Linked DNA regions of Mus musculus: regions 2 and 3 are each linked to region 1. A link is a contact called in public HiCAR-type and promoter capture Hi-C data. All regions are on one chromosome and are shown on one strand. The core of a region is the stretch at or near the end of the contact, and the rest is flanking DNA. Distances in the headings are between cores, read along the strand shown.

The links. Promoter capture Hi-C pulls out the DNA fragments that hold promoters and counts their contacts. HiCAR-type assays count read pairs that join an accessible place to other places.
Region 2: a contact with region 1 is called in a HiCAR-type map of astrocytes, with 4 times the contacts expected there. The contact joins the promoter of Smyd3 here to the promoter of Sdccag8 in region 1.
Region 3: a contact with region 1 is called in a promoter capture Hi-C map of pre-B cells, with 2.7 times the contacts expected there. The contact joins the promoter of Cnst here to the promoter of Sdccag8 in region 1. A contact is called at or near these places in 7 of 39 promoter capture datasets (3T3-L1-derived adipocytes, the C10 cell line, hippocampal neurons and 3 more).

Annotation. Positions count from the first base shown.
Region 1 is chr1:176,812,457-176,816,775 of GRCm38.p6, reverse strand. It overlaps Sdccag8 (serologically defined colon cancer antigen 8), which reads right to left and starts at 2,116. Exons shown (of 18, transcript NM_029756.3): 1 at 1,721-2,116. The coding sequence starts at 1,787. It also overlaps a transcript of Cep170 not described here.
Region 2 is chr1:179,516,361-179,520,118 of GRCm38.p6, reverse strand. It overlaps Smyd3 (SET and MYND domain containing 3), which reads left to right and starts at 2,078. Exons shown (of 12, transcript NM_027188.4): 1 at 2,078-2,331. The coding sequence starts at 2,168.
Region 3 is chr1:179,544,546-179,548,627 of GRCm38.p6, reverse strand. Cnst (consortin, connexin sorting protein) reads right to left here and starts at 2,099. Exons shown (of 11, transcript NM_146105.3): 1 at 2,012-2,099. Tfb2m (transcription factor B2, mitochondrial) reads left to right here and starts at 2,352. Exons shown (of 8, transcript NM_008249.5): 1 at 2,352-2,806; 2 at 3,642-3,730. The coding sequence starts at 2,497.

The sequences.
Region 1 (4,319 bases), core at 867-3,366:
GCCACTTCCAGTGGTTAAATAGAGGTCCAAAATTATTTCACAGAAGAACTAGATGAAAAAACCAACTAACCAACCAACCACCACCACCACAACAAACAGAAAAACTTAGCCAATCTAAAAAAATTGTAACCATGTATATCATTGAGCACAAGAGTTTTTCTTGATTCCACAAAAAAGTTAGGAGCAGTTACTTTAGAATCCACCAACTCTTAAAATATCAGTAGGAGGAAGAATGCATTTAATTACACCATCCTAGAGTTTGAACACTGAGGATGCTAACAATCTGTACCACCACCAATGGATACAGATGACAAACAATAGCCTACAAAGTCCTACGGAGATAAACTTTCTAGTCTTCTCAGAAAAGGATTTAAATTTTAAAGGAAGCAAATGCTAGCAGCTAACGTTCAATAAGCATTTGTGTGCCAAACATTGGTTACACCCTTATTTTGAACTATAGCAATCTGCGATTGCTTTGCTTATTGTCTCCCTCATTAATCCAAAGACTCCACACCATAGAGACTTGTGGCCGATTCATCACCTAATATGGCTAATCCAAATCAGGCATTGAGTTATCATTTGCTGAATAATTCAGGTTATAAATGATTCAAATATTTTATCTGTTGGCCATAGCATATGGGGTTATGAAAATGCAGAATAGGAAAAAGTACATCATAACCCGTGGAATAAAGTCTTTAGTGAAATCTTTCTAAGTCCCACATTAACTTGCCCATCTCTCCTTCCTTCTTTTCCACACACCAGACAAGCATTCTAATACTAAGCCACATTCCCAGCCCCTAGCACACATTTCTTGCTACAGATTTCTTAACTTCTGAAAATAAATCAGTCTTATGTTCATTATTCTTTTGGTTAACTTGTTCTCCATAATAATCATGTTGTAGTTGACACCACGAATTCACTATAACAAAGTCTCAAGTTTCCGGAGATTTCACATGTGGTCAAAAGAACAGAGCTAGCTAGCTATGAGTATGGAGAGCACTTTGCCAGATAATTATTCTTCTGGTTCTTTGCTCAGAAAACTTGAATTAACTAAGCTAGGCTTCGATTATAGTAATTATTACTTGATTAATAAGAAAGGCATAGGCTTTGAAGGTGGATAGGCCTGAATTCTGTACATGCCTTTGCCGCTACCAACCAGCTGTGTGAGTTTTGGCTTTGGTTTCCTGACCAGTAAAATGGAGTCATTAGTGAGATAAAGTTTTAAATACTTTGCTATATGAAAATAATGTAGATCAGTAGATATTGTATTATTTCAAATAACTATTAGTGTTTTCTTTCTGGACTTATACGTCAGATTTGCTATACTACACCAGAATTTGCATGTGTAAGAAATATAAATAAGGAATTTATTGAATTAAACAGCAACAGTATGGCAACAGGGTAAAAGTGGCATGGAGCTGCCCATGAGTTTGTGCTGGCACTGGTTGATAAGACACTTAAATCAAGATGTAGGTTCCTTGTTGGGTCAGGTAACCAACCACAAGGATAAGGATAATGCTGCTTAATCCTAAAAACAAAACTAAAAGATTTCATCCATAAGGTCAGAGCAACATCGGTCGTCTTCCTCCACAGCCTGGCTAGTGCTCAAGGAAAGTCTCTGGAAAAAACAAAACAAAACAAAAACAAAAAAACAAAAAACAACCCACTATTGCCCGTGGTACCTAAGAGCTACTAGGCACTGAGATTCGGAGCAACTCACCCCGGAGACTCCGTTGGTATTGCCCCAGACTGTCCTCCAGGGTAGAGTTCCCTGGGGACTTCGCCATGGGGTCAGAGATGGGAGTTATGCGGGAAAGTATCCAGTGCACCCCTCCGAGGACAGGCCTAGCGCTGGGGATGAGGGGATGCCTGCCTGCTTCCTGTCGCTGCTGTCACTAGGGAACCAGGAACCCCGGACCGAGCTCCTAGGGGCTCTTCCTACCCCCTGGCCCTCATGGTGAACGTCGGGAATTGTAGTTCTCAGGCTTAAAGCCTGCAGCCTCGAGAGTCCTATGAGCCTTCCAGCTATACTACGCTTCCCAGAGGGCTATGCGCTCGGAGCGCCACTCCGACAGTTTAGCGGCCTGAGGCTGTTGCCAAGAGACGGGTTGGCGCGCCGCGCCCTTTCCCTTTTGCATCGCTTGGATTAGTCCCGCTGTCCTGCCATCCTCAGCCAGCTGGATAGACTCGCTGACAGAACCGGCCCGGTGAAGGACTTAAGACTCTTCAAAACGGGCCGGTGTGGAGTTGATCCCTGAGCCCTCGCAAGCATTCACTGCAAACTCGGTTTTAGTTAGGAGTTCTGTCAAAACTGTTTTTCTCTAGAAAATGAAGTGTAAATCTTCCAAACAGCCAAACTGTGAAAGTGACGGACACTGCAACTCCTAGCCTGCTCAGAGCCCCGCCCTCCGCGTGGAGTTGGCGCGCTGCCCGCTGGGAATCGTAGTCCTGGTTGGTTGCGGTCCCACTCCAGCCAAGCGGCTCTTTATTGTTCAAGACTGTCTTGAGGGCACGCCTGCGCAGTGGGCAGCTGCGAGAGCGTGTGGGTGAGACCCTCTGCAAAGCCCCCTTTCATTGTCTGGGTCTGGCGCCTGCGCAGTGAGGCATCGCTGGGCCCTGGCTGGAGGAGGGAGAGGACCTGGCTCGCTGCCCTTTGCGAGGCGCCTGCGCACTGAGCTGCCGTTCGCTGCCGTTCCCGCTATGTGTGGGGCGTGTGTGGAATAACGTTATTGCCCAGCGGAACCGAGGGGCCCCCAGCTCCACGGCGGCGGCGACGACGACGACGACAACGGCGAGGGGGTGGGGGGAGGACAGCGTGGCAGAGACAGACGGGACGCGCCGCGCCCCGCCTCCCGGTCCGGTCCCTCTCTGCGGTGAGGGGTAAGTGATGCGCTCGGGGTCGGCATGGCCCGGGATTCTGCACATCCATAGCTCCGGCGGCCGGGGCCGGGGCCTGGGCGCGGCCCGCGGCGGGATGGAGTGCGGGCCTGGAGGGCGAGGGGCGCCACCGGGACGCCCCGCGCGGCCGCCGCCCTCCCGTCCCCTCCCTCCCCTCCCCCATGGGCTGCGGCCGGCTGCACAGGGCCGGCTTCCCTTCAGTGCGCCCGGTCCTCTTCTGTTCACTCCCGCTTTGTGTAGCCGCCGCCTGAGCTGCCTGGGAACGCTGCGGGCGGAGCGTCTAAGGAATGGCTGCGCTGCCGCTGGGCAAGGGAGTTTTCCAGGGCGCCCATCCCTTTTGTAGGGTTGGTTTCGGGGTGTGAGGAGGGTGGCGGCGGTGAGGAGGGGGTGACGGACGACTAGCCTTCAGATGGCGTTGGGAGGGCGTGGAAGACGTGCTGTCACGCAGGCTGCCGGGCGACAGCACACCACGTAGCCTCCAGCTCGGTAGTAAACCCACGGGAGGAGCGAGTGGCTTCCTGTGGGCTTCATTGTCCCAAGATTCAGTTGTTGGGTTTGGGTCTAGTTCACTTCCATTTTTATTCAAGGGAGAGAGAGAGAGAGAGCAGCTGCGTGACATGTACGGGAAGACAAGGAATTGTGTCCTAAGTCATATGATCTCTGTTTTCTGATTTTGAGTATAAACTGTCGTCCTGACCCCCATCCCCAAAGAGTATAAAGACAGGCTGTACAGGCTAGAGTCCCAAGTCTGCCAAGCTGATCAATTTAAAATTACTAGGTGACAATGAGGGCTGGGTTTAGGTAGGGCCTGACAGCGAAGCTGTTGTTTAGCAGGGAAATGAACCAGCAGAATTATTTTTTCCACTGGGTGGGTAATGCGTTCATGTTCCTAAGGGAATACATTAGGATCTGCTTAAAGCAAACAACAACAACAAAAACATAGGCCACCTATGTTTTAGTTTATGAAATTGATTGGTTTTTATTCTGTTAATGAGAATTCAACCACTTGGAGAGGAAGGAATTTATTGAAGCAGACAATACATTTACTTGAAAATGCATCCTTTAAAATCGTTTGAAATCTTAAGCTTATGGTATTTGCAGTGCTTTGCCAACCTTTTTGCTTAAAACAAGCCGACGATAGGATGAAGCAGGATGAGGAGGAGCAAGTGGAAGGATAGTGTGAGAGTTACATTATAAATACAGAACCTAAATCTTTACTGATAAAGCCCGATGTATTTAGGCTGCAGGGACTGAGGAAGTCAGCCCTGGGAAATAGCAAGTTACAAACCAAGCAATCTGTATTTTTGCCATTGTTTTAAAAAATAAAACTCGCACAGCTTTTAGTTTTTCCTTCTGTAAGTACTCTAAAACGTTGGTGTCCTAAAACAGGAGTCTTAAGTGGGCTTAACATAAAACCAAGA
Region 2 (3,758 bases), core at 829-3,328, 2.7 Mb before region 1:
AGAAACCTGTGAAGGAGTGTTTTCCTGAAGTGGACACAGATGAAAGGCTAAGGTAGACTCCTGAAGGAACGCTTTGCTGACGTCAGTCTGGGTCCCTCCTACTGACTCTTGAGTAGGCTGAGGCCTGACTGCCTCTACTAGATAGTGCCATTGCTGCTGATTCATATTTACCGTCCTGACTCTACCTAACTAGACTACTAATATATCCATAAAGTGCTTATGATTGAGCTGTCGATACTGATGCCTATAAACTAACCTACTGATTTCCTGACAACATAAATAAGATTTACTAAAAAAAGAAAAAAAAATCTAAACTGGCTCACTTCCGCTGTATCCTTTCTTTCCCATTACCTCAAGTAGGTGGTGGGCTTCAAGAGAGGTTAAAACATTTTAAAAACATCATTAAATATAGACTTTAAAAAAAAATTACAGGCAGTAGTGACGCACGCCTTTAATCCCAGCACTCGGGAGGCTGAGGCAGGTGGATTTCTGAGTTCAAGGCCAGCCTAGTCTACAAAGTGAGTTCCAGGACAGCCAGGGCTACACAGAGAAACCCTGTCTCGAAAAAAAAAAAAAAAAAAAACAAAACAAAACAAAAAAAAATTAAAGTTACAGGAAGGGGCAGGGGCAGAGGCAGAGAGGCAGGGGTGGGGCAAGGGGCAGGATTAGGGACAGGGTTGGTGGGTGGGGCAGAGAGGTAGAGGCAGGCAGATCTCCGAATTCCAAGCCAGCCTGCTTTACACAGAGATTTTTCAGGTCAGCCAGGGCGAAATTGTGAGGCATGGTCACAAACCAACAAAATATTTGGATTGAAGTAAGAAATCACTCATAGAAAAAGATGTTTTAAGCAGGATTTCTCTGTTACTGAGGCTAGTCTTCCACTTGTGTGTTTGCTGGGGTTCCCAGAAGGCACACAGACGTGTATACAGGAAAGGCAGAGGCAGGATGTCTATGAGTTCAAGGCCAGCCTGATCTACACAGAGAGTTCCAGGACAGCCAGAGATACACAATAGACGCTGTCTTTAAAAAGCTTTGTGTGGTCTGATATAGGTCTCATATAGCTGAGTCTGAGCATCAGAACTGGTTGATCATGCTGACCCTCCTAGGCAGTCTTGTGCCTACTCCTTTGCTTGTTCATTGTATACCCATAATCCTTTGCTTGTATATCCATAATCCAAGAACTCAGGAGGAAGAGAATAAAGGGTTTCTGAGTTCAAGACCTGACTGCAACATTATTTCAAAGGGTTCAACAAACATAACTCTAAAACGGTTTATAAAAAAATATAGGCATATAGATAGATATACAGAAGGTGTGATCCAAAACTGCAGATGCTGGGCTGGAGAGATGGCTCAGTGGTTAAGAGCACTGACTGCTCTTCTGAAGGTCCTGAGTTCAAATCCCAGAAACCACATGATTGCTCACCACAGATCTGTAATGAGATCTGATGCCCTTTCTGGTGAGTCTGAAGACAGCTATAGTGCACTTACATATAACAGTAAATAAATCTTAAAAAAAAACCCTGCAGATGTTAAGAATTTTTCGATCTAGATGCTGAATATACAGATAACCACTGCCCTTTTTTTTTTTTTTTTTTTTTTTTTGATACAGGGCTTCTCTGTTGTATAGCCTTGGCTGTCCTGAAACTCACTCTATAAACCACGCTGGCTTTAAACTCAGAGGTCTTCCTGCCTCTGCCTCCCCAGTGCAGAGGTTAAAGGTGTGTGCCACCACTCATGGGCTCTTACCATTTTTTTTTTCACTATGCATTAAAATTTGCATAATAAGCTGGGCGTGGTGGAGCACACCTTGAATTCCAGAACTGAGGAGGCTGAGGCGGGCAGAATCCTGTGAGTTCGAGGTCTAAATAGAGAGGTTCCTTGGTCTATCAAGAGAGCTCCAGATCAGTCTTTGCTACACATAGTGAGACTCCGTCTCAAAAAGAAAAAGAAAAAGAAAAAGAAAAAAAAAAGCGCGGAATAAAATACAGGAGGAAATACACCACCCCATCCCGAGCTGTAGTAGGTCCTCCTGCGCATGCTCACAGGACCTGCGCGCTCGTCTCCGCCCCCTGGTGTACGCAAGCGCAGGACGCAGGCGCGCAGTCAGAAAACACGAGACTCAAGCTGAGGGACGCAGTTCGGATCTGAGGTGTGGATCTGAGGAAGGATGGAGGCACTGAAGGTGGAAAAGTTCACGACTGCCAACCGGGGAAACGGGCTGCGTGCTGTGGCTCCACTGCGCCCCGGGGAGCTGCTCTTCCGCTCCGACCCCTTGGCTTACACTGTGTGCAAGGGGAGTCGTGGCGTAGTCTGTGATCGCTGCCTACTGGGGTACGTACGGAACCTGAGCCCGGGGCGCGTGGCTCTGCGGGTGGGGGTGGGCCTCGAGGGCACAGCTCTGTGGGGTGTCTGCAGCACCCTAGGCTGCGGTGGGAATTGGGGGAGGCAGTGGTGCAGATGAAGGGGAAGCGTCGGGCAGATAATTTTGCTGGGGAACAAAAATATTCAAAGCCTGTGCAACGAGCTTCATTGGTTGTGGAAATCAGAAGTGGCAGGGGGGTGTGAGTCTGGGAAGGAGTAGGGGTGTGTACGTCAGGATCAGAACTGAGGCCCCACCTGACCTGTCTTGCGGGAGGAGCGAGAAGCCTGGTGTTTATGTTGTACTTTGCTGGTCTGGATTTTACGTGGCTTGGGTTTAGGAAGATGAATGAGACATCCCTAAGGACTGGAGCAAATGAGAATTAACCGTGTAACAAAAGAGCAAAATAAGAGATGCAAACAGTCTACTCTAGGAGCGTAGGACTCGCGGTGTGCTTTGCCCTCTAGAGATTGTGCGGACAAATGTAACTCACCACCTCTGTGTAGATGCAACAGTTTATGTGACAGTGTTTCGAAGTCTGGAAGCACGGTGTCAGCGGAGGGTGCTTTACTGTTTATAGAGTTGTGTAACATATACACTTCCGTCCGCACACATCGGGTTCCCACCATGCACTGGGATAAGGACTCTGAGGTAGGTAGGTTCCAGACCCATCCCTCTGTGTTTGGGGTGGGTAGAGGTGGGGAGTCTAGCTTTACTATACATTCCAGGATACTCCCCTCGCTCCCCTCTCCTCCCTCCTCAGTCCCCGCCCCCTCAGACAGGGTTTCTCTGTAGCTGCTCTGTAGACTAGGCTGGCCTTCTCTGCGTCCCAAAGTCTTGCTGTTACCAACGCCCGGCTTCCACAATATTCTTGTTTAGTTTATAACTGAAGACTTCGCTTTGCATTTTAAAGTTAGCAAATAATAATGTTATCTGTTATCTTCTCAAGTGGTGATCGAAATGACATGCACACACCTGCACGCGATTTGTTGCTGAAAGAGCAGCGGGAAGTTTGTGGGGTTAAAGCAATTCACTCCCTTCACAACTCGGCCTCGAATGCCACGAACCCCCTTCTCACAGACTAATTGGAGAAAGCAGGACTCTTCCTTCATTGTGTTACATACTTTGTAGGCTATTTAGAGTGTAGATGTACCTCACCCCATGGCAGAGAGCTTACTGCTTAAGTCCTAAAGCATTAAGTGGTAAAGATGATGTAAGCCTCCTTGCAGACATAGTTTGAAGGCTGTGTTGCTCAGTGGGTAGAGCAGGTGCATTTAATCATAAACAATGACAAATTAGTAATGGAATGATCAGAGATTGTCTTTTGAACCCAGGTGCTCTGGAAGGGCAGCCAGTGCTCTTAACCACTGAACCATCTCTTCAACCTGAGATGTTCTTT
Region 3 (4,082 bases), core at 850-3,349, 2.7 Mb before region 1:
AGGCCTGCAGTGCCAGGGATGCTGAGTTAACCAAGGGTGGGGGCTCAGGCGGGAAGGCGTTTGCAGAGAAAACATGGAAACCTGAGTCCTGATCCCCAAAGACCCACACCCATAACCTGAGTGCGTGGAGGATGGAGGCAGACGGAGCCGTGGACACTGACGGACAGCCAGCCCAGCAGGATCTGAGCTCCAGGGTCAGGAACAGAACATGTCTCAACAAAACAGTGGACAGTGACAGTCACGTGACATCACACTACACAGGCACACACATGCATACCACATACACAAACAGAAACAGGGAGCTGGGGAGGTAGCTCCAGGGCAGAGCACTCGCCCAGCGCGTGTGCAAAGCCCAGGCTTTGACCCCTAACAAAGAAGGACAATGATAAATATAACTTTCCTAACGCCAACCACTCAAAAGGAAAATAAACCCTGCCCCAAGTTTCCTTGGACTGAGTAGGCTGTGGTCCACAGGCATTGTGAAATTTTTAAAAATGGTGCTAGGTCTGGAATTCAGGGCCTTATACGTGCGAAGTGGTCTACCACTGAGCTACAATCCCCTTGCCTTAAGAGGCTTATTTTAAAAATGAAAAACTCAAGAATATACTGGGTAAGTAAATTTTGTTATTGCTCTGATATTTTTTAAAAATCATTCTGAGGGAGGGACTGGGAGGAGAGGAGGCAGGGGAGGCAAGGATCGTGAGGTAAAGTTAATTAATTATTTAATTAATAAAAATTATAAAAATCATTCTGCCATATTCAATTGTTAAAATATAGCTCTGGGGAGGGGTGCAAGTCTAGAATCCTTCTGAGTTTATCAAAATGCCAATGGGGGGGGGTCACCTTTGCTTTTTTTCTTTTCCTGAGACATGGTTTCACTATATCCTAAACTAGCCCTGAACTCTATGCATCCCAGGCTGGCCTCCAACTGGTGGGTAATCAGCCTCCTGAATGCCAGGAGCACAGACTTTTACCACCATGCCTGGGAAGAATAATTTCAATAAAGAAAGGATGTTAAAAAACAAAACAAAAACTTAACAAAATCAAGATCAGTGAACAACAGTTAATAGCTTCTGCAGTGTACTAACTTACCATGCAAAAAAGGCCATCTTCAGGTGTCAATTCTTTCCGCCCTAGAGTTTCATTAGCTAAGGGCAATCTTGAGGCTACTTGGCAGGTGACACATTCCTGAGAAACTCTTTCCTTGTGCATTTATATGCCAAGCTCAATTATGCTGCCAGCAGAGTAAGCAGAAAGGATTGTACATATTTTAAACTAAGAAGTTGATTGGCCGCAGCTTCCAGCCTTGATGGAAGGGATAATGGGCAAAGCTTTGAGTACGATCCCCAAACACCGAAATCACTCTCAAAGAAAAGGATCTTCTAACACTGCCAAAATTCCCATTAGAGTATCCTATTTTTAGTCTTTGCAATCGGCCTTTTAAATTGCATTCTACGGTACAATGTGCTTAACTAAGTTTACACAGAGAATAAGGAAGCTTCCTAAGGCTTTAATCCTTTTAAACATGGGAAGGAATTTTAAGCTTTCAAATATTAAAATTTTTCAGCCTGAAATTTCAGTCTTGCAAACATGCATATTAAAAAGAAAAGGTAAATCTTGGCCCACAGGGAGGGAAAGAAGGGAGGCACTCGGCGGTTCCTGACAACCAAAGAGGTAGCTGTGGAGGGGAAAGAAGGTATATGGGGGCAAATAAAAGCTACCCGCAGGGAAGCTGGCACAGGCGACGGGCCACCGAACAGAGACACCGACGCGGAGTAGAAGCTGCCGGGTCCCCGGGGAGGGGAGCGCGCGCGGAGAAATTGGCGCGACGCGCGACAACCGCGTACCCGCAGAAAAGCGGGGAAAACAGGAGATCCGAGAGGGGGCGGATGCGAGAGGGACCCGCTGCAACTCCGGGGAGGACAGCGCCCGGGGAGGAGCCAGCGACTCCCCACAGCTCGGCGGTCGCCGCCAGCCGGCTGATCCCCTGCAGCCGGGCTGCTGGTCTTACCTGGGCATCCGAGGCAATGCAAGGGCTACCGCCGGGCGCCGGGTCTGTTTCCAGCCCCGCGCGCTGACATGGCGGCCGACGAGCTGTCACACCGCCGGCTCGGGTCTCCCGCGGCACTGGAGGATCGGACACCTCTAGCCTTCCCGCCCCGCCTCCCTCTGCGCAACCCTCCCGGCTGGCGGCCGGACCGAGGAGCATAGAGTGCGAGACCGCGGCTAGAGAGGAAGTGCGGAGGGCGGGCGACCATAGAGTTCCAGCACGGACACACCCGGAGAGTCCACGCACAGGAGCCTGGGGGCGGAGCCTAGGCGGAAGCGGAAGCGAGTGAGCAAAGGACTGAGGCTAGGTCGTTCGCATGCGCCATTCGTAATGTTTACTTCCGCCCGGCCTAGTGTGGTGGTGAAATGTGTGCACGTGTGATGGGGTGCTCTGCGTTCTTCGCAGAGGCTACCTTAACTGGTGTTTGAGGTGGACTTTAGAGGAGGATGAGGGGACCGGCGATGCGGCTTCCCCCGCGGATCGCGCTGTCAGCGTTGGCCCGCGGCCCATCTTGCATTCTAGGGTCCGGAGCGGCGACGCGGAAGGACTGGCAAACGAGGAACCGCCGCGGCTTCTCTGACTTCAATATAGAGCCGTTGCCTGATTCTGATTTGGAGGAGTCGTCCCCGTGGACATCCAGGAATCGATCGGAGCCTACGCGTCACATAGCATGTAAGAAAGCGGCCAGGAACCTGGTACGGGACCTGCTGGAGCACCAAAACCCATCCCGTCAAATTATACTAGAGTGCAATCCAGGTGAGTTGAACAGAAGCTTTGCCCTTAGCGTTTACGTGCCCAATATCCTAAATTAGTGTTTGTTTATTGTGTATGCGCGCGTGTTTAGGTCAGAAGACGACTTAGCGAGAGTCAGTTCTCGCCCTACACTTGTGATCTCAATGATTGAAACGAAGTGTTCAGGCTTTACGCCAACCGCCATTGCCCTCTGAGCGTTCTCATTGACCCTGAATTGTATTTTTTTCTTTCTTAAGCATCACTTCTTACTGACAGTCATTTCGTTTAGACTTGACAGTAATTTTTATGGCTAAACATTCAAATAGTCCGTGAGTAAGAGGTAGTCGCAATCTTACATACTATCTTATATACTTGTTTTTCTTCTAGGAAATAGTGACATTTGTTAGGACAGTAAGTGTTGCTGTCACTGACAGACAGAAGGCTGTACAGCTTACCTGTTGAGATGTTGTGGGTTCAAGGTAACTGCCTAATCATAGTTTTCTATATGCAAAAAGAATGTTATCTGGAAACATTGTGTCGTTGAAGCTTGTGTAAAGTCGACTTTGAAAGTGACTGTGGCCGGATGCAATGGCACACACCTTTAATCCCAGCAAGAGGCAGACTGATCTGTGAGTTGGAGGCCATCGAGGTCTACAGAGTGAATTCCAGGACAGCCAGAGCTACACAGTGAGATCCTGTCTTAAAAATAGAGGAAGAGAAAGACACACACACACACACACAGAGAGAGAGAGAGAGAGAGAGACAGACAGACAGACAGACAGACAGATAGAAATGGAGAGACAGAATCAGACAGTATGTTGTTTATTTTGCAAATAAAGTTTTTCTGTTAATATACCAGGTCCTGGAATCCTGACTGGGGCATTACTTAAAGCTGGTGCCAGAGTGGTTGCCTTTGAAAGTGAAAAGACTTTTATTCCACATTTGGAGGTATATTTTTATGTTCCTAAAGTAATATATCTATAAAGACTAGGACCTGTTGAGTGTTCCATGCTTGTTGAGTTTCTGAAAGCTTGGGAGTTCTGAAATCTCTTTTCTAGTTCCTACTGGGGCCCCGAAAATGATAACCTCAAAGCATGACTCATTAATAATAAGTGAGTATTTTGGAATAAAGGACAGTTGGAAGCCCTCAGGTGTAGCTTCAGGAAGAAAGTGTTTCTGCCCTCCTGTTCTTCAAATCAAGCCCTAGAGAGCAGAACTCCTATTCTCAGGATAGACACAGAAGCTAGGACCACCTCACTGCAAAAGAAATGATAGGCCTGAGAATTACTGTAAGCTTTCT